2 separate regions of the Sminthopsis crassicaudata genome follow, and region 2 is linked to region 1. A link is a contact called in public Hi-C data. All regions are on one chromosome and are shown on one strand. Each heading gives the region's core, a stretch centred on a gene start, on an enhancer-like site or on the middle of the called end of the contact. The rest is flanking DNA. Distances are from core to core; before and after follow the strand shown.

Region 1 (2,888 bases), core at 351-2,850:
ACCCTTATCTAGACCTCAACATTTGGTTAGACCTCATCAATTTCTTACAAAACAGTAGTGTTCCATAACATTCATATACCACAGTTTATCCAGCCATTCTCCAACTGATGGGCACCCACTCAGTTTCAGTTCCTGGCCACCACAAAGAGGCTGCCACAAACATTCTTGCACATGTGGGTGAGAGAAAGGGATATTGACGAGGCTTTACAACAGATGGAGTATGTGTGCCAAGTATGAGCAGTGGTTCAGTGGAAAAAACTTTGGATTTATGGGTTGAGGGGAGGGTTGGAAGTGGGAATTGTTGCTGATCACTATTTTTCCAAGGCATAACTCAGAAGCCGAGTCCCTCCCCACCAAAAAAAAAAAAAAAAAAAAAAAAAAAAAAAAAAAAAAGACTTTTAAGAAGTGTGAAAAAATGTCTTTAGTTGAATCAAGAGAAGAACTTGGACAGTAGGCAAGAGATTAGTCCTGTCCTGAAGCACCCTTTAAAACAGTTCGGGCGTTAATCTGAGAGACCCACATAGTTGAGATGCATTTAACAGGGACGCACATGAAGACACCGTCTCCAGACAGACAGACTCAGGGAAGGAGACTAATCAAGAAACTTGTAACCAAAACAATCCCAGGAGCGAAGAAAAAACTCCACTATGGACTCAAAGGAAATAGCCTGACAATGAGTCAAGCTGTGAGAAAGGCGGCCTGTAGGAGCCCGTGTGGGTAACCTGCTCAGCAGGCGTGCTCCAAAGAGGAGCAGCCCGGGAGAGAGAGGACATCAAGGCCCTACATTGGCACTGCTGCTAGATCCGTGTTCACTCTCCCCACTGTCTCGTTGGTGGGAATGCACGTTCCCGGCTTGGGACGCAGTGTTGTAACGCTCCTTTTTTGTATGCCACCTCACTATTTTCACTTTGGATCAATTGTTAAGAAGATGCTCACCAGGGGGGTGAACAGATGCGGAAAGATCCCGCAGACCTGTGGGGATCATGGCGAAGATCTGAAGGCTGAAAGAGCAACCTGCACATGGCTACTTGGATAAGTCACATAATCTACCAAACTGTTTGCACAGAAAAACGGCTAAAGCAGTGGAAATTTTATATAGGGCTTTAGCTTTGCAAAGTGCTCTGTGCGGTTCTCTCAGCCCCGGGGGGTGCCCATTTTACAGATGAAACGGGGCAGGCCCCAAACTCATCCCTTCGGAGTCTAAATCTAACCTGAAAGCGGCCGTACCACCCAGCTGCAGAAATTAACCGGAGATTATCTCTGGAGAGCTTTATTTTTCGCACAGTTTACAGAGATAACGGTAACCAGGGTGGAGGTGAGGAAGCCCCACTCTTCGCTGCAACCCTCCCCAGTTGCTGATGCCGCATTGGGCACGAGGGGCAAAGTACTTAACCGGGGCTCTGGGTGAGTCCCGGCCGTCCCGGAGGAGGAGACCCGAAGACAGCCATTTTCGCACCGGAGAATTTCAGCCGGATGGGGGCGCCGACGTACCGGACTTTTTCCAGCTTACCCTCCTACGAGCCCAGAAGGCGTCACGTGGTCCCGAAGGCCGTCCCACATTAGTTCCCACCGCCCCGCCCCCAGCGTGCGACCTAGCTTACGAGACCACGTGCGCTGCCGCGGTGGTGGCGCGTGCGCAGAGGGAAGCTGCCGGACCGCACCATCGCCGGTCATGTTGGGGCCCGATTCCGAGCGCGTGTTGCGTTACCTGAGCGAGGTGGAGGAGCTGGCCGAGGCGGTGTTGGCCGACAAGCAGCAGGTCCCTGATGGGCCCGAGAGCGAGGGGAATGGGCTTCTTAATCCCCGCCCCCCTCATTCCTGCACTTTCCCCTCCACGCTTTCCTTATCCCGACTCTGAGCCGGAACATTGGCCAAAGCTGCCCCCTGACCCTTTCCCCTCTCTGGGCTCCACCCTCACGTCTGGCTTTGGATTTTTTCCCTAGATAGTGGACTTGGACTTGAAGCGGAACCAGAACCGGGAAGCCCTGAGGGCTCTGCAGAGAGACCCTGGCCCGTCAGGTAAGTCGTGGCGTGGTGGGGGTCAGGGGTCACGGACGTCATTCCCTGACGTCAGCACGCCTTTCCAGGGGTGAGTCTGCAGTCCAGCTGGAGCCACCATTGCTCCAGTATCAAGTATAAGGTGCTTTCTCTTTAAAAAAAAAAAATTTTAATTAAATTAAATTTTTAAAAATTTAAAAGAGTAGCGAACAGGGAGGCCGTTTGTTGGAAGCAAAAGCCCGAAGGCCCTTATGTATAGTTATATGCTGTGATTCAGCGTTGTGTTAAGGACTGGCGGGGCTGTTGGAGGCGCTGTGCTTGGGAAACTTTAGCTTCTGTGGGACTCTCAATTCCCGAGCTTTTAGGAACACCGAGTAGGAGCAAGGCTGGCTTTTCTGTGACTTTGAGGGTCCATATCACTTAATTATCCTTAATTCCGCTTGTAGCAGTGTAGTGAGGAGGGGGGGGGAAGAACAAATCAAAGCAAAGGATATTTAGATCTAAAATTCACATCACTTCTTCACCGGGTCCAGAGCGTACTATCACAGATACAGGAAATACCTTTGAGGACACGGGTCCAGAGTCGCCTAACTTTTCTTTCCTGTATAGTTAAGATAGGAATTTGGGGTGTTTGTGTTTTGTTTTGTTTTGTTTTTATAAGTTTTTAAGCAACAATTCCATAGAAGAAGTTAGAGGTCTCCTTTCTTTGCTTGTTTGGCACCAAATTGGGTCTTATATTTTACCATCTTTCTCAGGAATTATGAATACCTGAAGTCTTAGAAGAATACTAATTAAAAAATAATAATAAATTACCTATGAATATGTACTGTCAAAGAAAATGTTATAATTATAAAAATTAAAATTAAAAAAATAAAAATAAAATAAAATAA
Region 2 (3,156 bases), core at 256-2,755, 140 kb after region 1:
AGGGCAAGGAGAGCCTCCCCAACCCTTCCCTGATCCATCTTTGCAAAGGAGGACTAAGGGTCAGAGCATCCTAGGATGTTAGAGCTGGAAGGAACCTTAAGCATCATCTAATGTAGTTCTGTCATTTTGCAAAATAGGAAACTGAGGCCCAGAAAGAGGAAGGACTCTGCCCATGGTCACACACCCGGGCACTGAGAACTGGACACAAATCCTTCTGGACTCCGAGTGGAGCACTCTTTCCCCATGGCTTTATTGTTAGAGCCCACATTCCCGCCCTTTCAGACTTTCCCCCGACCTTGGTGGGCAGCTAGAGAGCGCCCACATTCCTACCTCCGTATCCGAGATGCTCCCACCCTCCTCCCTGGGTGACTGACAGGGAGACCCACCCTGCATCCTGCCTGCCCCTTTCCAGGAATGCTCAGAGCCGAGGCTCGCAGCACAGTGACTGCGAATCATTTCAACAAGGGGAGTGGAAATAGGCCAGGCTTTTCCCAGTGCCCAGACCCTGAGTTCCCGCCTGACAGATAACCTGGGGGGCACTTCCTTCTCTCCCGAGAGACCTGGGGAGTAGTGGGAAAGGCGCTGGACTGGAGGCTGAGGAGCTGGCTTAAAAGAGGAGGAAAGTCACTTCCTGTCCTTGGGCCCCCATTTCCCTGGTATATAAAATAAAACAAGGGGTTTGAATTTGGCATCCGTCAATCCACAAGAATTAATTGAGCGCTTTCTGTAGCCCAAGCCCCATGCTGAGAGCTGGAGAGGCAGAGAAAGGCAAAAACACAGCCCCTGACTTCAAGGAGCTTCCATTCTGACAAGGGAGACAGCAGCCTCTTCTCCCTGACCCGGGCCCAGAGCGTACCCCTCCCGGCTCTGCCCTCTGATCCAGGGACATAAGCAGAGGAGAGCTGAGGACACAGACTCCCAGAGAGAAGGATTCTATCCCGGAGGGTAGCAGGGAGGGCAGGGTTCTGCCCTCAGCCCTCCCACCCCTGGCTCTCTCAGCAGGACAGGCTTTTCCCACTCCCCACCACCCGCAGTGTCAGCACCTGTACCCGCTTCTGGGCTCGGGGGGCCTGGCTCCGCTGCTCCTCTGCCGGTAGTTGCCATGAGAGAGGCTGGTCCTTCTGCTTGTCTGCCTCTAGTCTGCCCGACTATTGCCTGCAGAGAGAGAAGGGGAGGGAAGAGGAGGGGAGTTTTCAGTCCAGGGAGTGGAAGGGCAGAAGGAACAGGAGGCAAGCAGGGGGAGTTCCTGAACCAGACGGGTCCTAGCAGGGGTGGGAAGCCCAGAGATCTGGGAGGGAAGGAGGAGAGCTGATTCTGAGGCATGGTGCGGGGGATTGGGAACCCTGATTTTGAATGGCCCTCAGCTCCCAAGGTGTAGAGTGGTAAGGAAGGAGGGGACAGGGCGAGGGGAGGGAGGGGAGGTTACCTGGTGGCCAGGCCAGGACCAGGGCAGAGACGTGTGGCTGCCGGAGCGGGTGCTGCCCTATAACGAGTGCAACAGAGCTGGGAGGCAGGAGAGGAGGAGGAGGTAGGAGAGGAGGAGGAGGAGGAGGTGCAGGACGAGAAGGATCCCTTACACGGGGGCCATGCAGCTATGAGCCCAACAAGCTTCGACTTTCGGGCCACCTGTTCCTCTTGGCCCAGGTTCAGAGGACACGCCATTCTTCCCACGGCCACCCTGCCGGCCAGCAGGGGCTCAGGCTTGGGGGAACCGGGGCAGGGAAACAAACAGAAGCAGATGAGAGAGGAGAGAGGGAGGAAGCAGTCACTTACCCAACCAGCCAGGCGTCTGCACCCTTGGCCCTTCTTACCAGCTCTCCCTGACACCCAAGCGTCTCCTTTTTCCTTGGGGACTGCCTGCTACCAAAAGGCTGGCTGGAGTAGTAGGGTCTGGCCTGGAGACCACCCCCTTTACATCCCTCCGGATCAGGGGTTCCCATTTCCGGGAAGGGGGTGTGTGAACTTTGTTGCTGTTTTTTAATTTTGATAACCACGTTTCGGTATGATTTCCTACTTCCCATATGGTTCCAATATGGTTTCCTTTATAATCCTATACCTTATATTTTATGAATTTAAAAGCATTATTCTGAGCAGTCAAGCTATACCAGACTCTGAGAAGGATCCATGACACAAAAGAAAGCTTGATAGCCTCAGTCTAGAGCCGTACTTATGAGGAGAGGAGGGTAGCCTGAACTGAGCAAGTAGGAAACTCTGGGTGAGACTGCAACATGAGACCTGCTTCCTTCTTTAAAACACGAGGGGGGAAGTTAATAAAAAATAACAAAGCAATTAGGGGACCAGAGGCCTCCCAGCTCTAATATTCTTCTCTCTTCATTCTAAGATCCTTGCAAGCTCGAGACACAGCGCTGGGAGACTTGTTCTGAAACCCAGCTTTGGCAAGTTATGACATCATAGGCAGGTCACTTGGCTTCCTTTTTCCTCATAAATTGATAGTTTCCTACAAAGTAGCGACACTATAACACTTGCACAAACTACCTTGAAGGATTGCTGTAAGGAGAATACTTGGCCAAGTTTTGAAAGTCCTGTAAAAATGGGAGGTTTTTCTATTCTTGTTAAGGTCACTTCTAGCTCTATGGCCTACGTCCTAGGATCCTTCCCAGCTTACATTCTGTGTTCTGTTCCCTACAGTCCTTCCGAGCTCCATCATCTGTCAGTCTGTGACTTTGGGCACTGACCCTGGATGTGTGTCCTGAGGCCTAGGAAATCTCAGGGCCTTCCCACTGGAGGCACAAGCTTCCCCACCTCTGGCTGGTCACATCCACATGGAGAACATGAACTACTCGGCCCTGGATTGCCGGGGTTACCCCCCGCCCATCCCAGGCTAGTGCCCAGAGGAGGAACAATTTAGGGGATGTGATACCTATCTGGGTGTGATCCGGGAAAGAGAGAGAGATGGACTTAACTCTGAAGAATAGGATCCTATTTAGCACTGCCCCTGCCCATCCCCTATTAGACTGAGATCTGTGGGAACGAGATGGCTCTTTGCCAGCCTTTAATACAGTGCTGGCTATCACGGCCAATGTCTAACTGTTTATTGAATGACTAACTGCTTTCTAACCTGTCCTTCACAGGTCAACTCAAAGATGGCCCCTAAATCCAAGACTTTGGGGACACTCTAAACTGCCTCGTTTGACA

The links. A called contact is a pair of places that touch in the nucleus more often than the background predicts.
Region 2: a contact with region 1 is called in a Hi-C map of fibroblasts, with 5 times the contacts expected there. The contact joins the promoter of MYLK2 here to the promoter of PDRG1 in region 1. A contact is called at or near these places in 2 of 2 Hi-C or Micro-C datasets (fibroblasts and hippocampus).

Annotation. Positions count from the first base shown.
Region 1 is chr2:451,809,297-451,812,184 of ASM4859323v1, forward strand. PDRG1 (p53 and DNA damage regulated 1) reads left to right here and starts at 1,601. Exons shown (of 5, transcript XM_074292781.1): 1 at 1,601-1,759; 2 at 1,944-2,019. The coding sequence starts at 1,673.
Region 2 is chr2:451,945,892-451,949,047 of ASM4859323v1, forward strand. MYLK2 (myosin light chain kinase 2) reads right to left here and starts at 1,506. Exons shown (of 13, transcript XM_074292788.1): 1 at 1,427-1,506; 2 at 1,050-1,155. The coding sequence starts at 1,104.